Linked DNA regions of Mus musculus: all the other regions are linked to region 4. The links are chromatin contacts, called in public Hi-C and promoter capture Hi-C maps. All regions are on one chromosome and are shown on one strand. The core of a region is the stretch at or near the end of the contact, and the rest is flanking DNA. Distances in the headings are between cores, read along the strand shown. Region 1 holds the start of Tspan2 (tetraspanin 2). Region 2 overlaps Gm40109 (a long non-coding RNA gene). Region 3 holds the start of Sike1 (suppressor of IKBKE 1). Region 4 holds the start of Casq2 (calsequestrin 2).

The links. Promoter capture Hi-C pulls out the DNA fragments that hold promoters and counts their contacts. A called contact is a pair of places that touch in the nucleus more often than the background predicts.
Region 1: a contact with region 4 is called in a promoter capture Hi-C map of the SN4741 cell line, with 4 times the contacts expected there. The contact joins the promoter of Tspan2 here to the promoter of Casq2 in region 4. A contact is called at or near these places in 11 of 39 promoter capture datasets (the 3T3-L1 cell line, 3T3-L1-derived adipocytes, the SN4741 cell line and 7 more), 9 of 115 datasets of contacts at active chromatin or transcription factors (differentiating embryonic stem cells, embryonic forebrain, embryonic limb bud and 4 more) and 1 of 9 other capture datasets (embryonic stem cells).
Region 2: a Hi-C map of cardiomyocytes shows a contact between it and region 4, with 2.4 times the contacts expected there. The contact joins the enhancer-like site here to the promoter of Casq2 in region 4. A contact is called at or near these places in 5 of 39 promoter capture datasets (the 3T3-L1 cell line, embryonic stem cells, hippocampal neurons and 2 more), 5 of 484 Hi-C or Micro-C datasets (cardiomyocytes, cerebellar granule neurons, cortical neurons and 1 more) and 1 of 9 other capture datasets (liver).
Region 3: a contact with region 4 is called in a promoter capture Hi-C map of embryonic stem cells, with 2.4 times the contacts expected there. The contact joins the promoter of Sike1 here to the promoter of Casq2 in region 4. A contact is called at or near these places in 2 of 39 promoter capture datasets (embryonic stem cells and hippocampal neurons) and 2 of 115 datasets of contacts at active chromatin or transcription factors (both in embryonic stem cells).

Annotation. Positions count from the first base shown.
Region 1 is chr3:102,731,253-102,737,924 of GRCm38.p6, reverse strand. Tspan2 (tetraspanin 2) reads right to left here and starts at 3,155. Exons shown (of 8, transcript NM_027533.3): 1 at 2,860-3,155. The coding sequence starts at 2,928. Tspan2os (tetraspanin 2, opposite strand) reads left to right here and starts at 2,508. Exons shown (of 4, transcript NR_040588.1): 1 at 2,508-2,697.
Region 2 is chr3:101,498,551-101,504,489 of GRCm38.p6, reverse strand. Gm40109 (a long non-coding RNA gene) reads left to right here. Exons shown (of 2, transcript XR_867517.1): 2 at 1,831-2,563. Among named protein-coding and RNA genes, the nearest start is that of Gm40109, 6.3 kb to the left of the region's middle. Within about 2 kb of position 3,934, at least 60 of the 459 cell types and tissues checked have an H3K27ac peak or open chromatin away from gene starts, as enhancers often do. A contact at or near this core is called in cardiomyocytes, where this site is marked.
Region 3 is chr3:102,990,693-102,997,346 of GRCm38.p6, reverse strand. Sike1 (suppressor of IKBKE 1) reads right to left here and starts at 1,607. Exons shown (of 5, transcript NM_025679.3): 1 at 1,380-1,607; 2 at 1,086-1,191; 3 at 1-104. The coding sequence starts at 1,538.
Region 4 is chr3:102,084,980-102,091,252 of GRCm38.p6, reverse strand. Casq2 (calsequestrin 2) reads right to left here and starts at 4,838. Exons shown (of 11, transcript NM_009814.4): 1 at 4,381-4,838. The coding sequence starts at 4,614.

The DNA of each region.
Region 1 (6,672 bases), core at 1,906-4,405, 650 kb before region 4:
CAACATCTCCACAATGAACAGGCACAGGCATGTCAGCTCTCCTGATAAAGTTGACAGCTGATGTCTGAAAGTCAAGAAAGCTGTTTAAATCCAGGTATCTAACCTGAGGATTCATTAATCCACTATAGAGAGTTAGTTACTCAGTACCTGTGTTGGGCACCATTCTAGGGGCCAGGGAAATGAATGTAAAAATAACAGAAAAAAAAATCCCTGCTCTCAGGGAGTGGGCAATGTTAGTGGGGGAAAAAAGCCAAGTCTGAGTTGAGAGGATAGTGTATAGCTGTCCACCAAAGAAGTCACATGCAAGTCACTTGGCATACACAGATACTGTTTGCCAACAGTCAGGACACCAGGAGAAAGACAGATACTAGTTACTGAACACTTCCTGTATGCCAGACAGTTAATAACAAGAATAACAAATAACTTCAAGCCCCTACTATATAAGGCTGGCTTAGGATACATCACACACGTCCTCAGCACAACTCTGTCCATCTAATTGAACAGATGGGAAGGCAATCCTGGAGGGAAAGCACGCTGGCTCTGGCATGGAGGGAGAGCACACTGACTCTGGCATGGAGGGAGAGCACACTGACTCTGGCAAGCCCCCTCATCTAAGCACACCATGCTTTGGATCTCTGCCCTCAGACCCCCCCTGGCTTTGCCTCTCGGATGGCTCACAATCCTTTGCTCTGCTCCTCATCTGGTGGCTTCCCTCTGCCCACCTCCGTTCTCCCAGGTTGAGCTCCGATATCTCTCAGATGAAGTTGTTTAGGGTCCTCGCTGGTACTGGGATTGCTTTTCTGAACTCTGTACTTAGATCACATATAGAAAAGGCCATCTCCAATCTCAGTGACAGGCACTCAGACTTCACTGGAGTGCTACTTCATCCCTGCGCTTGTGACCCGGGTGTGAAGCTTGTCACTTGGTCACCCTGCCTTACTTTGTTTTTGTTGTTCTCTGTGGGCTGTTCTCTTAGCTGTAGTAGCAGCTTTGGGAACAGCATCTATCTAGTAGTTGTTTGATGGTGATTCTGAAACATGCCCGTGGGTTCAGATTACCTGGATGCCTTCTAGAATAGCTTGCTGGGCTCCTCCCCAACACTGTCTGATTCAGCGAGCCGGGCTGAGTGAAAATATATGTTTCTGAAAATTCCCCAGGGAGCCCTGATGCTGTTGACCCAGGAGCCACATTCTGAGGACAGCTGGGTGACTGAACCTCCCACAGGATGAAGATGGAGGAGGCAGCCTTTGAGTCCTGTCTCTGCCACTCAACAGCTGTGGGACCTATCTGATCCCCCACGTCTTCGTCTATGAAGATGGGGATGCCCTGCTTGCACATGCGCACTGTCCCTAACCCACTGCAAAGGTTTGATAAGTCTGGAGAAGCTGGCACAAAATAAGCACTAAACCCAGCCTGAGAGACTTCCCTCCCTGGCTCACACAAAGTATGTTGTAAGCAGTGAGAGTAACGGGTGTCACTGCAACATGGCACCTATAATTAACAGCCTTCGAAATTAAGCCAGACTTATAAACAAACAAACAAACAAACAAACAAACAAACAATACAGCACAAGGGCGCTCAGAAAGTCTTCTTCCTGGAGTGTGATGGGTGTAAAAGCCAAGTTGTACAAAGTCTATATGTATTTTTAAAATACAGGGGATGTCCCCAGGTACTGCCTCCAGACTGTCCATTGCTAGCCAGTGTTGGTCATGGCCACGCAGTCTCTGAAGAGCTTAGAGTTGCTGGAGTCACCCAGGCTTCAGGGCTGATGGGTTGGTAGTCACAAGTGAGGCCCATCGTTCAATAATTTATTACTTATCGTCCATCCAGCCTCCTCAGAGCAGATGGGACAACCATCGCGGCCAGTCCAGTGGTTTCAAAGCATCCCAAAGCATCTCTGCTCCTGCAGTTACCCACATCCCCTGAAGCGAGACTCGTGTCTTCCCTCAGGGTCTATCTGAGCAGCTACACTGGCTGGCATTCTGTTACTGGAAGGCCAATAGGGACTGTGCAGAATGGGCCTCTGACCGTTTTCCAGGGCTCGGGAGAGAGTATTCCAGGGATGGTACACCTCTAACTATGCCCTGCTAACACAGTAGACTGGGGCCATGGCACTCTCTCTGGCTGTCTCTATGCATCTCTACCCAGGGAATGCTGCCAGGTCTACACCACCCTGCAAAGTTGAATGAGATCATTTCAAGAGTACTGGTTGTACGCAGGGACCCTAGGGGGATGTTGCTGCTCTTCCAAAATCCCTCCATTTTCCAACCCCTCGTAAAAGAGCACCCACCACTGCCCACCCAGAAGACCCCCCCCCCCGCCAATGCCCAAGAAAAGGACGATCTTCCCCACTCTTTCAATTTTCTCTACTGTCCGTTATTTTCCCAACAAACCACCAGAGCCAGGCGGCGTGTCCGCACACTCTTGGTTGGGGCGCCACCCCAGGCAGCCCTACGGTAGGGATTTCCCTCCCAGAGCCTTGGCCCGGCCGCCGGGTTCCCCAGAGAAGGCAGCGCGAGAAGTGGGTGTGTGTACACAGCAGGATGCAGGGAGCACGGGCCGCCAGGCCCCCAGCCCTCGGAATATTGGGGCCCGCTAGATCCCCGCACCTGGCGCCACCCGCCGGGCGATGCCGCCGAAGATGATGGCTTCTTTCGGGGGAGCATCGCACCGTGTCTCCTCTTCTCATCACCTCTGGTAGCTCAAGCTTCTCTATGTCCTATCCCCCTCCATATGTCCCCTCCCTCTTTGTCTGCTTAGCGCCTCTGAACATCCTGCCCTCTCCTATGGCCCAACTCTATTGCGGTCACCTCCCCGGGGACCCTGGCCCCCTAACCGGCCCGCCGGTTCGGGTCTCACCCAGAACAGCAGGTTGAAGCCGAGCAGCAGATACTTGATGCACCGCAGGCCCCCGCGAAAACGCCCCATGCTGCGACCCCGGCGGCGGGCTCCCGATTCCCCAGGCCCGCGCCGAGCCCCGGGAGCGGCGGGCGCCGGTGGAGGGGCGGGGCGGGTTGGGAGGGGCGTGACCTGTGGGCGTGGTCTGCGGGCGGGGATTTGGTCGCGAGCGGCCAGCTGGCTGTGGCTGGGGCGCCCTGGGGTGGAGATCCCGGTCCCACGCACCCGCTCCGGCCCTTGGAGGTAGCACCACCTTCGTCCACGCTGGTGGGCTTGGGCTCCTGTAGCTATCCGAGCATATGTGCGCCCACCCGGAACGCGGGGTCCATTTAATCAGTGCCGGGTGCCCAGACTCCCTTGAGGCCCTCGATGATGGTTGAAGTTATCCTGCGTGTCTATGGAAACCTAGGGAGGTGACTTCAGATGGTAAAGCTAATAGGATCGGTGAAGCCGGTAGAGACTCTGTGGTGAGGCGCCAGGCAGAGTGTCCAGGGCTGCAGTTAAGCAGAGTCCTGCAAGCGCCCAGGCCGCGGGCGGAGGCCGCTGCTGGGGACCCTCCCTCCTGCCGCTGCGTTCCTAGAGGACTGTTACCTTAATAGGCAAGAACTGGGAGTAGGCGCGCCAGGCGGAGGCCCTGGGCCCTGACACTGCTTCCCACCCTGCCCAGTCCAGCCCACCAGATCAGGGAAAGGGAGTCAGACCTCTCACTCACATCCTGCTAGGTTTGATAGATCGGGGGCCTTGAAAGAAGTCCAGATTCTTAGGGTCTAGACTGAGATGTGTAGATCAGGGAAAGGGAGCGAGTTCTGTTTTGCTTTGTTTTTATTAAGCTAGGCGACTGGTGAAGAATCGGGCATTCACTTCAGTTGACTAAGTGTCTACAATATGTGGTGTCAGACGGCACGGGGGAGACAGGAAAGTGTAAAATCAGGGAGCTTGTGCATTAATTTAGCAACACTCTAAGTGCCAATTATAGGCCAGGCATAGTAGCAAGCCCTGGGGACACCAGAAGAATGCCAGGCTTGCTATCACATCTTTACTGGAGGGCACAGATCTGTAAGCAAATTTTTGGAACAAGGTGAGGTGGGTGGGCTAGGAGCTGGGCAAGAGACTGCTTCTGCCTTGACTAAGGAAGGCTTTTCAAGAAGACTGGACCTGATCCTAATTTGTAAAATAGGTGTCAGTAGCTGGGCAGTGGTTGTTCACGCCTTTAATCCCAGCTCTTGGGAGGCAGAGGCAGGCAGATTTCTGAGTTTGAGGCCAGCCTGGTCTACAGAGTGAGTTCCAGGATAGCCAGGGCTATACAGAGAAACCCTGTCTCAAAAAACCAAAACCAAACAAACAAAAAGGTGCCAGTAGAGAGAGCAGGGGGTCAGGGGAGGAAGCAGAGGAAGTACAACCTAGCCTGGGAGCAGGAGTCAGAGAGATGGCCAAGGTGAGGGGAGTCAGGAGCTCACCAGAACAAATCACAGAGGGCAGGCACTTGACTAATGTGACACATTACCCCATTATCTTGGGGCCTCTCTTTCCCATCTCAGTATGGAGATTGTACAACCTGCTTCAAAAGAGTTGTGAAGATTAAGGAGTTAATATATGTACAGTGAGATCAGTGAGGCACATGAGATTATGATATAAGGTAGCCAGGACCTCACCAACCATTCATTCAATTTCTTCCGTGTTACAGTCAGGCATATTTCCATCTTTGAAAAGCTAGTGAATTTTATTTATGAAACTGAGAAGGCAAATGAAAGTGCTGCTTCTGGTAGTAACAGTGAACTGGAGACAAAGATGAAGTCATTAAGTATGCGGAGGCGAAGCCCTGGTTTCAGTTACACTTATAGCTCTCTCTCACCTTGGTTTTGCTTTGAAAGAGGAACTAAATTAATAAGTGGTCTCTACTATCCAGTAGGCATTCAGTAAATCAACTGAGGGAACAGTAATATTATACTGTTGTGTTACATTGTTGAATTTTATGTCTGTAATATTTACAGATTATATATTCTGTAGTCTCTGGAAACAGAATTCCTATTATGATATATAATAAATCCATTGTTCTCTCATCCTGTAACCCTTGTGCATTTACTAGAAATGTTTCATTGCATGCCTAACGTGACACTTTTAGATCTGCAGTATGTACTGAACCCTTAGCTTAGTAACTTTTCCTGTTGCTGTGATAAAGCAGCAAAGGAGGAACCAGCTCACAGTTCAAGCGATGGAAGTTACCGTTACCGCAGCAGGAACTTGAGCTGGCCACATTGTATTCAATGTCAAGAATCAGAGAGTTATAAATGCTTGGTTTTGGAGCAGGATTTCAACCTAGGGAATGGTGCCACCTGCAGTGGGCAGGTCTCACCCCAATTAACCTAACCAAGCTACCTCACTTGTGTCTCCCAGCTGATTCTAGAGCTCATCAAATTTTTGATTGAAATTAATCATAAAAGTTCCCCTTCACAAAGTTAGGTCTTAGGCTGCTTTGCAGGGCTGGCTTAAGATAAGGGTGAGCCACTACTCCCCAACTTAAGGCAATCCTTTACCCTTGTAGTTCAGAAAATAAGCAGACAGGTGTTGAAGCTAATGGGATGGGAGCGGTGGCTCCTGGGAACCTGTTGCTCTCTCTTCTCATTGTTGTTGGGCATAGACTTTTGCTTGAAGTTGTATCCTTGATACCAGGCTAGGACAGACCCAACACTGAGGACAACAAAGCAGGATGTTGAAAAAACTCTAGGCTATAGATGACATTACTCCAATTCCGAAGCTACTGTTGACTCTAGTTTTTAGACCACCCCCCCCACCCTCGTGTGAGTGTGAGTGCGTGTGTGTGTGTGTGTGTGTGTGTGTGTGTGTGTGTGTGTGTGTGCAGGTAGCCACAGAGGCTGGAAGAGACTGTCAGATCCTCAAAAGCTGGAGTTATAGGTGCTTGGAAGTCACCTGATAAGATGGTAGGAACAGAATCCAGGTCCAGTGGAAGTGCAGGAAGCATGTTTCTTAACCACCCGCCACTTCTCCAGATCGACTTCAGATTTTAGTATGTGTGTGTATCCTATGTCATCATGGCTAAGAGCATCCTACCTAATTTTAAGATACATTATTATATTCAAGTAATGGATACATTAAATGTCACAACAAGGACATTAACCTTTAAACTGATTGCCAGCGCTACTGTGCTACAGCACTACATGTACAAAAAAATGATTATGGAAAATATTTTCTCTTCTTCGTCCCCTGCAACATTTTATTATTAGTATTTCTAGATATAAAACAAGCTCAAAATATCAGGCAGCAAACACCATATCACCATCATGTAGATTTCCCAATAAACATCCTGTTTTCGTCTCCTTACTTATATGTACAGCTGTTCGACTGTGTTTCTAGTTTTTGTTTGTTTCAAGACAGGGTTTCTCTGTGTAGCCCTGGTTGTCTAGGAACTCTGTAGACCACACTGGCCTTCAACTCACAGAGATCTGCTTGTCTCTGCCTCCCTAGTTCTGGGGTTAAATGTGTGTGCCACCACTGTCTGGCTAGCTGTCCTGCTTGTAAACCTCTTATTCATTTTGCTTTACAAGTGTTTTACCCCAATCTTTTTAGCATAGGTGACATTAAAGTCCAAATATTTGCTTATGTTTTTTTTCCCCCGTTAAAATAAGTCTTTGAAAATATGTAGATTTTAGGTCTACCATTTGACAGCGTTTGGGAACTAGCCAAACCCTGCTGAGGTTAGGAGGGTAATGCCAGGCATGGAAGGAAGGTGCTGTGCTTCCTTATAGGCAGTCTGGC
Region 2 (5,939 bases), core at 2,685-5,184, 590 kb after region 4:
GACCTTGAACTCACAGTGTTCCTACCTTGATTACAGGTGTGTACAATACCCAGCTTTGCCTTAGATTCTATTGCCCCCAGTTGGAAGAGCAATTACATCAGGTAGGACCAGATTGCCTAGGATCCAGGGAAACAGAGAGGAGTGTCCATCCAGGAGGATGAGCCAAGGGGACATAAAGGTCATGAGCTCTCCTACAAGAGAGGACGACTTTGTTGTGCACTGAAGAACTGGAGAACTGTCTATAGGCCACAGTGGCCTCGAGTCTGTAAATCTCCCGCCTCCAAGACTCTGCACTCACACCTCAGTGTTTGGATGAGTGACTGGAACTTTAGGGAGCTGAGACCTGTGGAAGATGATGTCTTGTGGACACAAACGTTTCTCTTCTGAGACAGTTTGGATGAGTGTCTGTCCCCATTTCTCTGTGCTTTGTTACAGAGACTTAAGACTGGATGAATTTGGTGCCAGAGAGAGAAGACTGAAGCATGAACAGCATCGACAGTTATTTCTCGCCCATGTCAATAAAGTCAGGAGCTCAACAGGGTGGACCAGACGTAGGAAAGCTTCCTTCACTGTGAACCAGCATTCTATGGCTCCCTCATTCCAGGCACGAAGTTTTACCTCATGGTTCAAGATAGCTATGGAGCTCCAGCCATCGGAGTCTGCCTTCTAGTCTATGGAAATACTCGTTTCTAGACATCAGGTCATGGCCATATGTAGCTATGTGTCTTCATGTAGGTATAAGAAATACAAGTAGGATGCATATGCCTGGCTAAGATTTAAGGGTTCTCTTAGAGAGTAAAGCAGACAGGAGGAGGTCAGTTCCTCTAAGCCAGCTCACAACTCCCTCAGGAACCTCTGCACAACAGTGTCCCACCCCAAAGCAGGATAAACCATTCACCAAGCCTAATGTGGGAAGGCTTCTAGGTCCCAACTGCAGCATCTTCCCTGCCTTGGGCTGACCACTCTGCTGCCCCTTCCTTCTAATTCTTGCCACCATCCATGATTGGCAAAATACTGTGGTAAACAACTTAATATTCAGAAGTTAACGTTCAGGTGTGAGCAGCTGACCTGTTGCTTTGCTCTGTGGTAAGGCTTGGTAGAGGAAAACTACTTACTTCAGAAGTGCCAGGAAGAAATGCACAGAGAACCAACCAGAGGAAGAGGGAGGGAGACAGAAGAAGGGTTGTGTGGGGAAGGTAGAGAACAAGAGAGGAAAATGAGAGGGGAGAGAGACTGGGGTAGAGGAGCCCAAGGGTTCATTGAGGGAAATGCTATACTTTACAAAGGCTCACCCCCAGAGACCCACTCCCTCCAAATGGGTCCCACCTCCCAACAGTCTATTTAGCTATGACTCATCAAGAGATTAATTAACTAATTGATAAGATTGTACCCGAAAGATCTGATTACTTCATGGTATTGCTACAAGCTAGGGATTAAGCCTCCAATCCATTATCCTGTTTTAAGGATTTATTGTGTGTGTGTGTGTGTGTGTGTGTGTGTTTATATGTGCGTGCCTACAAATACCCAGTAAGGCAAGAAAATGGCATGGGATACCCTGGAGCTGGGATTCAGGTGTCTGTGAGAGGCCTAATATTCGTGCTGAGAACTAAACTTAGGTCATCTGCGAGAGCAGTACTTGTTCTTAACAACTGAGACCACTGTCCTAATACACACACATGCCATTTTGAGTGGCCCTTTCATATCCAAATTAAATGGTCTCTCCACTGAACATGATGGCCCCTTAGCCTCATGGACTAGAGGCCTGGATTTTCTGTAGTGCTGTCCCCTGGATTTTTCCCACTTCACACATGATGTACATTACTCTCCCAGGACCCGGCTCCCATCACTATGCGGCTCTGGTGGAGACTGCCAGTTCATGCCCCCAAGTCCAAGGTCCTGGAATCCTGGAGACACTGACTCTGCCTCTGCCCAAGGTTCATAGCTCAGCTCAGCTCCACTTGAAGCTCGGCCAAAGGAACACTTGTTCTTACCAGTGGCTTTCACTGCATCTCTACTCTGTGCCTCTGCCCTGGGCTCGGCACATTCTCTTCCTTTGGCAAAAACTCCGAAGAAGTCTACCCACCTCACAAGGCTCAGCAGCAAAGCTTCCTCCTCCCGGAAGCTGCATTTTGTTTTTCTTGGGGCGGGATGGTAAGAACTTCTTTGTTCCCCACGAGGAGAAGGCAAGCTTCCCCAGAGCAGGCTGCACCGGCTTATCCGCAGCATCTGTAATAGCACTGTTAGCGCCAGCCTCCTCGGGGGCTCAGAGAACATCTGAAGAACAGAGTGCAGAGTGAAGCCAGGGCGCCATAGGAAAAAACCAGAAACAAATGTCAAACAGCCTTGAATTGTGCATGGCTCGTGGATGATCTGCTGGGTATGCTGGAACTCATAAAGTTGGCTAGGCTGTTTACAGCTTGTGGGAACAAGCATTTGAGCTCCTTTTGAATATACAAATGTAGGGTCTGCCAACAGGAGTCCCTCCTGGGCTTGTGTTTGGGGGAGATGGGAAGCTGAGAGGTATGGAGTTGGTACTGATAAAGATTGCTGTCTTCTCTCAGGACTTACTTTTTAAATCTTGTTTTCCTTTTTGAAAGAACCAGGTTGGGATTATAGCTCAGTTAATAACATACTCGACTTACATAAGTGTAGCCTTGGGTTCAATCTCCAGCAGCACGTACGCAAGGTGGCATGTGCCTGTAATCCTAGAACGTAGGAGATGGAGTCTGGAAGGTCAGAAATTTAATATCATGCTTGATTACTTACTGAGTGAGCCAAAGGCCAGCCTTGGGCTACACAAGATGCTGTCTTGAAACAGAGAGAAAAGAAGGAAGGAGGAAGGAAGGAAGGAAGGAAGGAAGGAAGGAAGGAAGGAAGGAAGGGAGGGAGGGAGGGAGGGAGGGAGGGAGGGAGGGAGGAAGGGAGGGAGGGAAGGAGAGAGGGAAGGGGAAGAAGGGAGGGGGTGGGAAAGCAGGAGATAGAAAGGAGAGGAGGAGGAAGAGGAAGAGGAGGAAGAAGAGGAAGAGGAGGAGGAGGAGGAGGAGGAGGAGGGGGAGGGGGAGGGGGAGGGGGAGGAGGAGGTCCCGATAGGTAGCCTGGCTCTGTCTCTCACATGCAAGGTTCACAGCTATGCAGTTATAGTTATGTCTCACCTTTACGTATTTCTCTCTAAGGCTTTGTGTTTGAGCAGCCAAGAAAATTAGAGCTCGGAATGGTGGAAATATTCCAATTCAGTGATGGAGACAAATCACTTTTCAGATGTGGACCCTCAGTCTCGGAGAAGGAAGATTGGACAAGGTCATATCCCAAGGTCACAGATAGAGGAGCATGGACTCACGAGTCCTGGTTACCAGCTGACCTCTTCTCCCCCTGCTACACAGCTATCCAGGAAGGCATCACCCCCACAGAGATCACATCTCGTCCTGGGAGCTAGATCATAACAGTCACACACAGACGTACATGCTGCAGAGCTCTGCTTTGTGTCTGTGGTAATAAATGGCATGTTTCCACACTAGAAGAAGGAAGACATGCAGTCAGACCACAGAGTTGAGCTTTTGCCCCGTCTGGTCACTCCTGCTTGCTCTCGGGAGGGAACCCAAGAGTGTTCCTGGTTACCCTTTGGGACCAAAGACTCTAACAGCTCCAGTCTCCCTCAGACTTGCAAGGGCTAGATTGGAAGGGAAGAGATAAGATCTTAGGGGTTCAAAGGCCCTTTGTGTGGAGGTCAGAGGCAGGATATTAGTTTATACCACTCATAGTAGGGTCCTACTCTCTTGAGTTGCAAGGTCAAGGCCTGGGGCGAAATGTCCATGGAAGGGAATAGGAAGCCAAGTCCGACTCTGTGTTCATTCCGGGCCACTTTCACCTCCCTCTGCTGAAGGTCATGACTACAGCTCGGTTCTCCAGTGACTCACTCCAGGAAAATGACATGTGACAAGAACCTGGCTGTCATGGGACCGCTTGCCAAGGGTGCCAGGACAGTGGTGGCATTGTTCAGGAGAGGCTCAGGAAATCAAACATCCGGAGACAGTATGCACCGTCAACTCTCCCACAGTCTGGGAGAGAACAGATTCCCCGTCCATTGACCAGTCTGTGTATTTACTTGTAAAGGGCACATGGATCCTTATCCCCTTAGGTCTCAAGTGTGACATTTCCAACGCACTAAGACAGGTAGGAGGGACCGTTACCTTTGGAGGTGTTTTGCCTGATGTCACTTGTGAGTCTATCCTCCCCACAGCCCTTGAGATAAGCATTTATCACCACATCTTATTTTGTAGCTGGGGAAATATAAATACCCAGAAGTGAAAGCGCTCGTCTGGCCACTGAACGTCTGGCCACTGAAGATGCCATCCTGCGTCCATGTTGACAGGCAAACACACGCCCAGTGTCAGGAAAGCTCTGCCCTTTCCTGCTGGTGACTGGCTTCCTCCTAGAGTGCTGGCCCTAGCCATTGCTGAATGCTTGCCCTTTTGAATCTGTCTCTCCCACACACATCTTCTCTTTGCCCTCTTTTGTTTATCTGCCCTTCAGGCTCTGCTTGAAGCCCACTTTTCTTAAACGAAGACTTGACCAGCCAGTCTCAAGAGAATTCCTGTTTCCCCACCTCCACCTCTATAACTCTCTCTGCTTACACTTCTGACTTACAGCCTTAGATAGTACACAATCCCTATAAACGTTCATGAACAAATGCAACTACTAGCCATACGCTGAAACACCCAAAGGAATGGAAAATGCTTTTTTTTTTGAGCCGTAGAATTCTTCCCATAATGGAAAATACCAAATTACCAAAATACCAGTGGTTGGCAAATGTATTCTGAGAGATTACTCGAGAGACCATAAGACGGCCACACGATTTTGTTAACAAGACCCAGAAGGCACAGGGACGGCTGGCTATCTCACCTTTAGCCATAGACCACAGTCCTCTCCCCAGTCCTTCCTGGGTAGTAAGGGATGTTGATACTGCCCTGCCCAGAACTGTCCCTTGCCCCTTGCCAGTTTTAGGGGGATGAAGCAGGGGTCAACCAAGTACTCCAGGCCTTGAGCAGGCTTCTCTCCCTTCTTAGTATTCACAGCTCCTGCCCAGGCATCCATCTCTCAGTTAAGAACAATGGGTGCTATAGAGGAACACTGATAGGAGCAGGCAAGGTACACACACACACACACACACAGCTTAAAAGAAATAAAACATTCTGCTTGTCAGTCAGTTCAGCCTGACACATTTTATTCTCACTGTTTAAACAGGCCTCTGTACCAGACAGAGCCAGAGCATGGAATAGTCAAACCACTGCCTGGGGCTGATGCATGTCCACCATGAGTGAGCTACCAATCACTGAACTATAACCCCAGCCTGAGTGTGGCTTTTAGAAAATAAGTATTTATCCTTACACACACACACACACACACACACACACTGTATTTTGCGATGTTCCTATTTTTCTCTTTTATCTCTTCTCACTCACCCAACCCCCTTCTTCCCATCTAACACCCCCTCACACTTTCATGTGTTTGTTTGGGGTCTCTCATTGGCTACATGTGCATTGGAACGAATTTACTTGATCAAGGACAATGCAACAATGGCTACACCACAACAGAGAAGTATGATTGGCCCTCCCCCAGCAACCATGACCTTGCCTATGCGCCTTGGGGATGGGGGTGGGGAGCTTAGCTCCTCCCCATTCACAATGAGTTTGTTGAGTATGGCTTTCTACACAAATGACCCGTCCATCTTGGCATGCCTCGTTTGTATAACCACTTCCTACCTAAGGCTCAGTGTGTGTCCTGAAGTGTGTGTCCTGATGTGCACACAGAGTTCATCGTCTGAGTCAGAGAGAAGCATCGATTTTGACATCATGGTTCTTCCAGCTTGGGCTCTGACATGCACAACTGACCAGCCTAGACATGACCCCAAGGGCCTGGTCACTGCTGGGAAGGAAGTCTAG
Region 3 (6,654 bases), core at 358-2,857, 910 kb before region 4:
ATCCACGGCTTTCTTAGCGACCATTAACTGTAACATCTGTTTCCGGTACTTGCTCATGATCAGTTCCAACGCATCCTGGTGCTCCTCCAAGGAAACCCACAGTTCTAACAACAAAAGCAAACATCTGGACAATGACGTCTAAGACTGGTCTCAAGGCAAACCTCCTAACAGCTGGAGCTCTCAGACACTCCACGGGACACTGGGAATCCAAAGTTGGAAATCAGTATTCAAGCCCACAGACGTGAACAGTGTACCTGAAAACCAACTCTCTAGGCAGTAGAGTCTTGTGCAAATAAAATGGGACGTGTAATCACGAGGCACGGATTTGAATTCAGTTTTCTAATTGACTTCTCAGAAGCAAAAATGAGCTCATTAAAATTAAAAAAAAAAAACTACATTTTGTTGATTTGTGTGAACCACGGCACATGTCGGGTCAGAGAAGAACCCCCAGGAGTCAGTTCTCTCCTTAAACCACGTAGGCCCTTGGAATGGCCTCAGATCCTCCAGCTTGGCAGTTCAGGCCTTCTGGCTGGTTCCAACTGGTGTCTGTGAACCTGTTTCTTAGCTGCATTGTGTAAATACTTGGTCAGGGGCATAGAGTGGAATGGCAGATGTAAAAGGGCTCCATCAGACAACTACCATCCTGCTGTCATCAACAACCCTAAGACTATGTATTTGGGGGACGAAGTTCTAGCCTTCCATCTTGCACAGGAACATTAAAGAAACGTCGATCTTAACTTTAGTGTTCACTCTAATATCGAAATGTTACATTTGGAGACTATGAACTTTAGTTATAGAAGCCTCCATTTGGTATGTGGTCACTCCCCAGCCATCTAACAATTCAACTCTGCTAAACTACTGAATACATCTTTCAAGGTCATCAACCAGGAAGACTTTTAAAAGAGCAATCTAACAGATTTTACTGTTACCAGTTGACCCTTGAAGCACTGATCTAAATATATGTATGCGATGTGCACGCTTGTGAACTGTTCAGGCACTTGTGTAAGAATGTCCAAAGTAGTATTACCAGAAAAAAAAAATCCTAGACACACACACACACACACACACACACACGCCTGACTAACCTCTGTTTTCCTGCTGTAAGTCTCTAATCTGGGTATTCTCTTGAGACAGCAGAATGTGAGGTTTATATTTAGACATGTCCTTCACGTCGGATGCATCCTCTTGATACTGGACAGAAAGACAGACTAAGGCACTGTAAACATGGGCAGGTGCTGCGGAGGAGGCAGCAGTCCCACCCACGACACAGGAAGCTCACACATCCGCCCTGCCCTCCAGACCAAGATAAATCAGGCCGCGCGACCCCACCCACCCGCCCGCAGCGTCCACCCCTGGGCGCGGCTCGGCCCCCGGCCGACCTGCTCGGGTAACACGGCGCCCGCCTCCCGCATCGCCGCCACCCGCCGGTGCAGCGCAGCCGACTGGTCCACCAGCGACTCGGCCGCCGCATCGTGCTCGCGCAGCCGCTCCAGCAGCGTCTTGGCGTCCGTCAAGATCTTCTCGATCGTGCAGCTCATAGTGGCCGAGGAGGCGCGCCGGGCCCGCTAGCCTAGGCGCTTCGCTCAGACCTTACCCGGCCCTGGCTCAGCGCGAATCGCGTCACTTCCGGGTGCACTTTAAAGGCGTGGTGGCATCTCGGTCGGCGCCTGCGCAGAGGTGGACTCTTGGTTACCCTCAGGCTTCGCCACAGCCTTAGCCTTTCTAGGGTGGAGCAGCAGAGGTCGGATTGGTGCCACATCCTGGTTTTTCACGAAGTTATTTCTGTTCCGGTCTTAGTTCAACTTTTCTTCTGGTTTTGATTGATGTAGTTTGTTATTTAGTAATGGGATTGTAACAAACTGATGAAACAGATACTCACCCCCAATAAGTGGTAAAATACACCGGAACCTCTCCTTTCCTCCCTCCCTCCTTCCATTTCTTCTCTTCTTTCTCCTCACCTCCCCCTTTTCCTTTTTTCCTTCCCTCCCTTCTTCCTTTAAACGGTGAGCAGTGTCTGGGAATGACATCTGAGGTTGTCCTTTGACTTCCACAACTGCACTTGTGTATGCAATCAGTTAGATGCACACGCGTGTGCACATACACAAAGGAAAATCTTTCCTTAGTGCAATGTTGGAAGCCTTTTGATTTGGGAGCTATTCTGCTATTCTACAGCACTATGGCTGACTGTGTTTAACGAGTACGGTGGCTGACAGGGAATTCTTTCCTAAAATATTTTTGTCCAAAAGAGTCTAGGACAGTAGAATAGTAGTAATGCTGTGTTTTAAAGAATCATTTTCCCTGTCCTACAGTCTCTTTTATCTTGAGTTCAGATGTAAAGTTTAGAAACACGTGATGTTTGGTGTACTTTTGTGATTTGGGGAAATGCCTATTGTAAAAATTTTACACTTACAAAACTGTGTTAAGAGGTTGCCTCTGGGAAGATGAAATAATTTTCATTCGGAAGGAAAACAACTTTGGGAAAACAGAATAATAGCCTCGAATAAGTTTACAACAAAGACCAGGATATATTTGCAAACGTTTTGTGAGGAGCGTTTCCCAGGACTCTTAGAAATACTTGAGGAGTACACAACCCCCTTGAAGTCACACAGGATGAGGGCTCAGATTATGTGAGCTGGACATTAAGGGGTAAAGATCCCCTCAGTTCTGGAGAAATTGGGGGACACTTGAAGGTTGTACTGGTAGCCCAAATAAACTTACCTAAGGCATGTGGGCATAGGTTAGGACATTAGGAAGGGCTGAAGTGGGGACAAGTTTTCGGTTGCCAGCAGTATAAGTCTCAGGTGAGAAGGGAGGGGCCTCTCCTGATGCTCCCAGCCACCGTGCATGAGAATACCCAACTGTGAACAGGCTAGTTTATTTGTTTCTAACATTTCACTTAGTTTCCCCCCCTTGTCTCCCTGGTATTCTTTAACTCTTAATTCCTTACATTTATATATTGGATTGTAGCTGTTGGGCCCTTGGTCTTGTCTCAAGGACTTGGTGCATGTGCAAGTGTGCAGAGAAACACAGAGAGATAGAGAGAGAGAGAGAGAGAGAGAGAGAGAGAGAGAGAGAGAGAGAGAAGAGAGAAGAGAGATGAAAGAGTGAAAGAGAAGAGAGGAGAAAAGAGAGAGACTAGTACTTTGGGTCTCAAAATGAAGCTATGGTGTTTTGGGATGCTGAAAATGCTTTAAGGTTAGATTGTGCAGATTGTAGAACTCTGGGACTGTAAGCAAAACTACTGAAGAACACACTGTGTAGTGTGGCAGTGGCTGTTAGGGTGATACCTAGGGATACAATGACACACAACTGAAATGCCAGTTCCCTCATGCAGTGCCACACACCCAAGAACTACAGCTCTCTAGTGCATAGAACTCTACATCATTTTTTACTGGTCTTTATTGTCTTGGGATGACCATAAATAGGAGTATAGAAGGGGCAGGGCTTGTGGAAATATGTGGGGACAAAAGGCAGTGATACACTAGACTTTTAATTCTACAGTATAAACCACAGCTGGGAGGTTGTGCACACCTTTGATCTCAACACTCAGGAAGCAGAGGCAATCAGATCTCTTATTTGAGGCCAGCCTGGTCTTTAGAGTGAGTTCTAGGACAACGAAAGCTACACAGAGAAACCCCGCCTCAAAAAAACCAAACCATACCAAAACCCCACTCTAAACAGCAATTTCTATGAACAGAATAAATTTAGCTTTTAATAAATTGGAAAATTGAGTTGGATAAGTTTATTTGCTTACTTTTTTCTTTATAAAACTGTTTGCGGGTCAGCAAGAGGGCTCAGTGGGTAAAGGTGATTGCTAGGATTTACCCATAAATTGTCCTCTGTCCCCAAACCCTTATTAATAAAAAATGCTAAAAAGTAAGATGAGTGCCATTGGTTAGCAGATAGAGGCTCTTGCATACAGGCTGACTGCCTGAGTTTGACTCCTGGATCCCACATGTTGTTAGGGAAGAATTATGCGCAGGAGTTGTCCTCTGACCTCCACACAGGCACCTAGCACTCTATTTCTCTCCTCTCTCTCCCCCTCCCTCTCCCTCCCTTCTCCTTCTTCCTCCCATACCCCTCCCTCTTTCCCTCTTACTTTCTCTAAATAAATAAAAAGCCTTTAAAACAGTGAGTAGTCTCTGTGTATGTGGAACGCATTGGCAGGGTTATGACGTCAGCTATGCTATTTCCATGGGGCCCATCAGGGACTGTGTGGGTGAATTCCTCTCTGGATGGTTGCCATTGTTTCCGCAAGGCTTCAGGATTGTCAGTATTCTTAGTAAAGTTTAAGGAATGTCAAGTGACTCCCACACAATGTCAGCATTTTGGGTATCATCAGACATTTTTTTTTTTCCTTTAAAAAGTAAAAGAGGGATTTTTCTGGTTGATTTGACTTAATGTATCATCTTTATTAAGTAGAATAAAAACAGGGCTGTCGAGAAGACTTGGAGGGTAAAGGCTCTTGCTGCTGAGCCTGACAACCTAAATTCAATCCTGAGACCAATGTGATTGGAGAGAACTTGGATCTGCAAGCTGTCCTCTAACCTCAACATGCACTTTGTGGCATGTCCCCACCCCCTGCCCCACATGGGAAAAATTAATACAATTAAATTGAGCATATCCACCCAACGCACCTAAGTACCTTTACATTTTTATTTTTTATTTTTACATGTTATGTGTTTGAGTGTTTCAGTTGTATGCATGGAAGTGCACTTGTGCATGCAGTATGGCCAGAGCAAAGCCAGAAGAGGGCATCAGATCCCCCTTGCAACTGGAGTTACTGACAGCTGTGAGCTGCTTTATGGTGCTAAGAACTGAATCTGAGTCCTCTGCAACAGCAGCTAGCGGCTATAACTGTTGAGGCTCATTTGTTTGTTTGTTTGTTTTACAAGACAGGGTTTCTGTGTGTGTGTGTAGCTCTGAATGTTCTGGAACTCACTCTGTAGACCATGCTAGCCTCAAAGTCAGAAATCCACCTTAAGAATGTTAGGAATAAAGGCATACACTACGACCACTACCTGGCTGTTGAGGCATCTTTCCATCCCCCAAAGTATCTTACCGTCATCATCACCACCACCCCCACCCCACCCCCATCATCACAGCAATACTGGATATTCATTGGCTGTTTGTGTTTTAGGCATGGGCAAACAGCTACAGGTATTACTTTAGTCTTCACAGAGTTTTATCAAATGAACACCAATAGCCAGGTATGGAGGTGGACATCTTTGATCTCAGCACTCAGGAGGCACAGGCAGGCAGATCTCTGTGAGTTCAATGCCAGTTTAGTTTACAAAGTGAGTCCAGGACAACCATGGCTACATAGAGAAACCCTGTCTTGAAAAACAAACAAAACCAAAATAAAACAAAACACAAAGATGCATAGATTATATTTTAAAATTCTCCAATTTTTAAAAATTTAGTAATGAGCCGGGCGTGGTGGCACACGCCTTTAATCCCAGCACTCGGGAGTCCGAGGCCAATGAGTTCAAAGTGAGTTCCAGGACAGCCAGGGCTATACAGAGAAACCCTGTCTCGAAAAACCAAGAAGAAAAAATTTAATAATGGTAATTTTTTAAATAACAAATAACTAATTTTTATTCTTTCTATTCCTATGTGTTGGGAACTGAGCTTAGAACCTCATAGGTTCTAGGCACATGCTGTATCACTCAGCTATACTCCCTGCCTACGACTTAACATCTAAAAGAGAGAAGAACCCAGACGTGGTAGAATATGCCATGTCTGTACTTGGGAATCAAGTACTTGGGAGACCTAGGTAGGAAGATCATGTGCCTATGACCAGTCTGGGTCACACTTGAGTTAGAGGCTGGTCTAGGCTATATCAAGACCTCAGCTCAAAATAAATGTAACCAACCAGCCAACCAACAACAAAACTACCAACTAATGTCTCAAACCATTAAAACAATAGGAAAAAAGAAAAAAAAGCAGAGAAGTGATTGGAAGAGATTTATATTGTACATTCAGATTTTTTTCTTTTTAAAGATAGGATCACACTGTGTAGCCTTGGCTGTCCAGGAGCTCACGGGGTAGATCAGTCACAGGGATCCACCTACTGGTGCCTTCTGAGTGCTGAGATAAAAGGTGCACTCCAAGGCCCGGCGGCGTGGTGGCGCACGCCTTCAATCCCAGCACTTGGGAGGCAGAAGCGGGTGAATTTCTGAGTTCAAAGCCAGCCTGGTCTACAGAGTGAGCTCCAGGACAGCCAGGGCTACACAGAGAAACCCTGTCTCGAAAAAACAAACAAACAAACAAGGTGCACTCCACCATGGGTGGCTATTAGATATCAGTAAAGACTGTATAATAAAAAAAATCTGTTGTTATGTCATTTTATCAATAATATTCTTCCCTCTGCCCAGCCTCTTCTTGAGGCAGAGCCTTTCCATTTACTCCAGGCTGGGACAATAGGCATGCTACCATGCCTGCTTAACTTATTGTTATTGGGGGGATGGAGCCAAGGGCTTACACACATTAGACAAATATTCAACCACAGAGTTAATCCCTGAGCCTACCTCTGTTTACTAGTTCAGTTTAATTTTAGTTTTGTAATACTAAATATTTAAATAATTGTTCTACACATTTGACTAAAACTTGTAAGTCATACTCTTTCCCTTAGCTTTATGGTTACTCTGTATA
Region 4 (6,273 bases), core at 3,589-6,088:
AGCAGACAGGCAGACATGGTGCTGGAGCAGTAATTGGGAGCTTACATACCTAGACAACAACCATGACGCAGAAAGAGACAACTAGAACGGCACAGGCTTTTGAACCTCAAAGCTCACTCCCAGTGACATTGGACCTCCTCCAAAAAGGTCACACTTCTAATCCTCCCAAACAGTTCCACCCACTGGGAGCCAACCATTCTAACATAGGAGACATGGGAGAGGAGGGAGGAGAGTATCGTTATTCAAGCCACCAAAACCATGTGAGAGCTATCAATGATGTTAGACGCATTGCTGTCTGAGGAGGCTATGATAACACTAAGCTAGAGACTTTCCACTGGCACACAGATCAAATGGGGACTGTTTGTTGGGGTTTTATTGCTGTGAACAGACGCCATGATGAAGGCAGCTCTTAGACAACATTTAATTTCTGCTGTCTTATAGGTTCAGAGGTTCAGCCCATTATCATCAAGGCAGGAGCATGGCAGCATCCTGGCAGAGATGGGAGTGGAGGAGTTGGGAGTCCCACTTCTTGTTGCAAAGGCAGCTAGGAGAAGACTGGCTTCTAAGCAGCTAGGATGAGGGTCTTAAAAGCCATGCCCACAATGACACACTTCCTCCAACAAGGCCACACCTACTCCAACAAGGCCACATCTGCAAATAGTGCCACTCCCTGAGCTAAGCATATTCAAACCACCACAGGGACTGACACACATACCTATGAGGGGGGACCTCAACTGTAAGGGATACTGAAGACAAAGCAAAATGGCCTTGGAGACTCATCTAAGAGCTGCAGAACCCTGGGATGCACCGTTTAACATAGCCATTCCGTTTTACCCATGAATCATAGAACCAGACTCCCACTTCCCCATGAGGTCTTGTGGGAAGTTGTGCTAGAGTCACCACATAAAAACTATAGTAGACAGGCATTACCTGTTGTAGTGCTGGAAAATTGGTCATCGGAATAGTTTTTCGTGCTCTACAATAGGCCATTTCCCAAAAATATAGGTTGTAAACCATTTAATGTCCATTTACTGTTAGGAGAGATGCTATGCAGATGCTATCTGATGGCAAACACAGCTTCTTACAGGGTGACCATCATAAGCAGTAAGTACAGGTGTGCTCTCAGAAGGGACACTGAAGAGCAGTCCCAAATCTCTGGACCCAGATATAGCCTGTTAAGAAGCTACAAAGCAACTCCGTGCCAAAACCCAAGGTTGCTTGTCAGCCCAACGAGCCCTGTTCACCCCAAACAAATGGACCGGTTCTAGCTGTTCGTGATAAGGAAAACATTGGCCCTTCATCACCCATCCTCCACCCCCATGTTCACTTTGATACACTAAGATTACTGTGTCTTCTGAGAGCACTAAGGATGGATGGATGAATATATCTAACCAGGGATCCACAATGCTCACTTTCATCGTCTAAAGCATCAATTTGCCCATGAAATGTCTGAGACCATCACCTAGCAACTGAGTTGTAGATTGGTCTATTGTTTCTTCTTACCTTCCAGTCCTCCCTCAACAGGACACAACACACAAAGCTGCAACTCTCTCCTTAATTATGTCAATAGAAAAATAGGGAAATGGCATAGATAAATCATTTATGGAAAAAAATACGTGAATTGCAAACAATTTCCAAGCCAGGTGTGGCGGCACATGCCTTTAATGCCAGAACGAAGGAGGCAGAGGCAGGCAGATCTCTGTTAGTTTCAGGGCCAGCCTGGTCTACATAGTTAGTTCCAGGTCAGCCAGAGCAGTAAAGTGAGACCCTGTCTCAAATAAAAACAAAAACAAAAACAAAACAAAACAAAAAAAAAACGAACAACAAAACCCCAAAATGCTCATTAAAACTTTGGAAGTTTAAACAGACTAATTTTTAAAAGGCTTTGAAAATTGTACCAGACTCTATAAAAAAATAGGAAAATGATCTTTTGAAATGTGCACAGCCATACAACAGAATACTATGCTGGTGCTGACATTATGTTTACAAACATGAAACTTTTTAGTGATATAGAATAAGGCAGGAAACAAAGCTGTGTAGAGGCTGTAATTCTGACCAGAGTTGCACGTTAAGGCACAGCAAAAGCAATGGGAACAGCTGTCAGAATACTGACCATGCCCACTTGGCCATGAGGGGTTTTATGACATTCTTTATATATATAAAGAAATATATATATATTAATATATATATATATATAATTTCTGAAGAATTTTCTTCAATTTCTTTTTCAAATTTCTGAAGAAGCTTGTGCTACATGGTTAATAAGAGACCCAGCCCAGAAACGAGCTTATCATCTAACTATTTAAGTGAAGGACATCTAACCATTCTCGTGGGAGAGAAGACCCTGAAAAGACCCTGAAAAGATCCTGCGATGTTCTTCCCTTTGACTGTCAGATAATTAAAACACTGGACCCCAAACCTGTCTTTCCCCCAGTCTGTAACGTGGAGAGAGTCCACTTACTCACTTCACACCGTGATTGACAGAGACACACAAAGTACTTTCGACAGTCTCTGCCCAGCGAGCGTTCCATAAACCATCAACCTTATTAACTCAGAACCTGTAGGGTTTTCCTTACCTTCACATATGTATGGATAAGAAACTGCAGCTCCAAGAAACAGTTGCCAGCTCTGGCACATGTGTGGTGTAGTAGGGCAAAGCCAGAACTTACATTCGGAGTTCCTGGTAACCATTCCTAGATTCCCTTTCCCTTACATTTTCCCAGAGGGACATCAGAGTAGATGTTCAACTTCCATTCACCAATCTCTGCTAGCCCAGAACTCTCACAGGAGGGTGCCTGGAAGGACGTAGAGCCCAAGGTGGTCCCTTTTTATGGTTTTGTTTGGGGTCCCAGAACTAAGTATTCACAAGGGACATACTTGCAGTGATGTGTGTGCATGTGCGCTTTAATAAGGCATGGCTGTCACCGTGCCCTGGCCATGGAGGAGTTCCTTTGAGTCTAGCTTAACGAGTCAGTGATGAAATTACCAAATAGAATTTCTATGCTTTCAGCGACATGTTTCATAAGACAGGATCTCAGTGCCTGAGAATGGCAGTTGCCACAGTGATGATGTGTCCATTTCATGAGCTGTGCAGCCAGTGTGCTCCAGCTCTGTTCTTCTCCCAGCCTGTTGCTTTTCTTGCCTCTACAGCCTTAGGGCCCACTTCCCCTCCATCTGCCTCCCACAGAAGGGGCAAAATCACTGCCCTCGCCCCAGGGCAGATAGAGCCTGCGAAGAACAGGATGGCTCTGGAGATATTTTTAAACACTAGCACCCGGCTGATTAGGGGACATTTTGAATTATGAAATGCTCTTTTCCCTCTTTCAATGTGACTTTGATATATTCAGGTGGTTTGCTGGATTTTATTATAGTCGTTTTTTGAGACTCTAAATCTCCCTGGTCTTTGTATGGTGAGTTTGCTAATTGTGTTATTTGATTAGCCTGAATATCCTGGAAGTACTGTCTGGTTAATTCTCGCACAGCCCTGTAGTTGTGTGCTGAGCCAGCCATGGGGACTGGGAAGGAATCTTGGCAGCATGGGTATTCTTGAAGTGTCAGTGGCCTTTAGCTGTCCAGGAGGAGATGCAGAGTCTTTCTGTGGCACTTGCAAAGGATTAGAAATATCCCCACCCCCAGTGCCAGATGACCAACAGGTCATGTAATACAGATAAAATAAGAAATTACTTCAGTGTAGGCTCAAAACTCACATCAAGAACTTTCTGAGGAAAAAAAAAAAAACCACACCTGTCTGTTAATGAATACACAGTCCAGAAGAGCACACACCCACACTCTAAAGTTGCCTGGGAAAATGACATGGTCGCTCTCCCTGTGACCAAGAGCAGAGGCAAGGTCAAAGGACCCTGGCTTTTCCAGATCCAAGGGAGAGGATTGAGAAGAGCATGGGGAATCGGCCCTGAAGGGACTCATAGGAAATCCCTCGGTTTCCTTTAAACCAGTGGCTTTTAACAATAGCTGGAAAGTTCTAGAAAAGGGGCAGGTGGGAAAAGAACCCCTGACGAATCAGGACCTCTAAGGGAAGAGCTTTAGATAGATTGTCTGGAGCCTGGCTGCCAGGCCTCTCATTCTGCCCTGCACTGCTTCTGCATGGGTGAGCATCAGCTGTTTGTCCTGAGCAATGATTGCCCTGCTCCCTGGATAAAGAAGGGTCAGTGTGCAACCCCCTCACTCCCTTCCACCTTAAGAGTTTGCCCACAGAGTCCACTTCTGCAGAAAAAAAAAGTTCCATTGATGTGAGACTACAGTAACACAGGAGAGCTCTGCACAAATTCTCCATGCCCTTGTTCCCATATTCCTGTTAAATGCCATACTGTCACTAATGCTCTCTCATACAGGAGGCTGCTGCCCCCCCCCCCAACTTACCTCCAGTACAATCTCCTTCAGCTGGAACTGTTTTTGTGAGACCTTGTCTGAAGACACAGGTTCGTGGTAATAGAGACAGAGCAAATCATATCTCTTCAACATCTGCTTGAGGTTCTTCTCAGAAAGGCTGACCACTCGGTCTTTCCCATCGTACGTGGGGAAGTTCAGCCCCTCTTCTGCCCCGCTCAGGGACAGCAGATAAACCCCCACCATGAGCAGGTAAATCCTCTTCATTTGGGAAAAGTCTTGCTTCTCAGTCTCCAGAATAGAGATCATGGAAGACAGGATGGAAGGTTCTTAGAGATGTTGGTGAGGGAACAAAGAGGCTGCTTTCACCTCCTTGGTCCTGCAGCTGTGTAGTCGTGGGCTCAGAACAAACTGTGGAGGCTCAAATGCACACATGCGCACAGAGCAAGAGCCAGGCACGGGCTGGGAGGCCAAGCCCTAGATACCTTACATAGCTCTCCCAGCCTCTGTCTCATTAAGAACTCCATTTTTAGGATGCAGTTGTTTCGAGCTAAAAATAAATCATGCAATGAATAATAATTTTTTTTAAAAAAAAAGTCAGATATGACACTGTTGAGGGATTTGTCCATGCAGCGTGTCAGCGGCAGAAGGACAGCAGACAGGAGGAGACTGGAGGGACCGTATGCAAGTGAAATAAAGGGGCACCAAAAGTCAAAGAAAAGAAGGAAACTCGTGGGGATGGATGAGAACGGAAAGCAAGAAGGGGTGATGGTGCCAGTAAGAACACGAACGCTTAGAGCATCAAAAATCCCACTTAGACATTGTGTTGGTCGGTTCCAGGACAGCCTTGCAGCCTTTCCCCGGCTGCTCTGTTCCCCCCGAGGACAGGCACACTCTCCACATGCCTTTCTAGGTCTTCTTGGAAGCCCGGTGCTGGCAGCACCACGTCCACATGTCCTTGCCGGCCAGGGACACAGAGACATGCTTTCCTACTGACCCAGCATACAGAGGACGGGTAGCGGATCCAGCCCACTTCCTTTTCCAGCAGCTGTGGGAGGCAGGGAAGCCGGTGATCTATTTTAAAGTCAATTTTTAGAGAAGTTTACCGGTCACCGCAGGAACATCCTTGGGGTCTCTGCCAAGGTCCTGTCCCCACCCCACCCCCACCCTCATTAGCTCTTAAGACAAGACACTGTTTTGTTCCTTTCTTCATTAGCAACAGAGAGAGATAGGCAGTTTATCCAAGCTGGGACAGACCAGAGCTGCAATCTCCACTCTGCCTTTTTGGTGGCTGGCTGACTCTGGAGGACCTTGCAGCTTCTCTGAGCCCCAGATCCCCATTATTTAGAGTGGGGGAGATTGTAACCCTGGTGTTTAGACCACACAGAGAGAAGAGCCTAGCACTTAGCAAGCCCTTGAAAACAGTAGCCATTCTATGTGGCTCCCTCTCACTAGAGAGGATGGAACGGGCGTTATAATAATTCGTCCATTTCTAATATCATGTGTGAAGCTTGGCCTGCCCACTCTCTCCACGAGCTCAGCCAGCCAACTGTGTAGACCTGATTCCCGTGCAGTGTGCAGATGAGTTGACTTAGGCGGACCCTGTACCATGGGTGTGTCTGGGAATCATCGTTCTCAAAGCCGCCACACTGCAGAAGCTAGGGTTCTGCGCTGTGTGGCTTCTTGTTCAGCAGATCCCCTGCCAGTACCCCTCGGGTGACTCTTTGGTACTTTCTTCTGGTCAGATGATGGTTCTGTCTGCGTGCTCTTCAGAGGAGATAGTGGTGCTTGGGAGCCTGGCCAAGGTTTATCTTCTTTGTGCTAGAAATCCCACCAGCACCTTTCCCAGGGGCCAGAAGGAAAAGCTAATCCCAGTGTCCTGTCTGACTTGAGGCCCTCTGCTGCCATGAAAGCTCTGTAAACTTG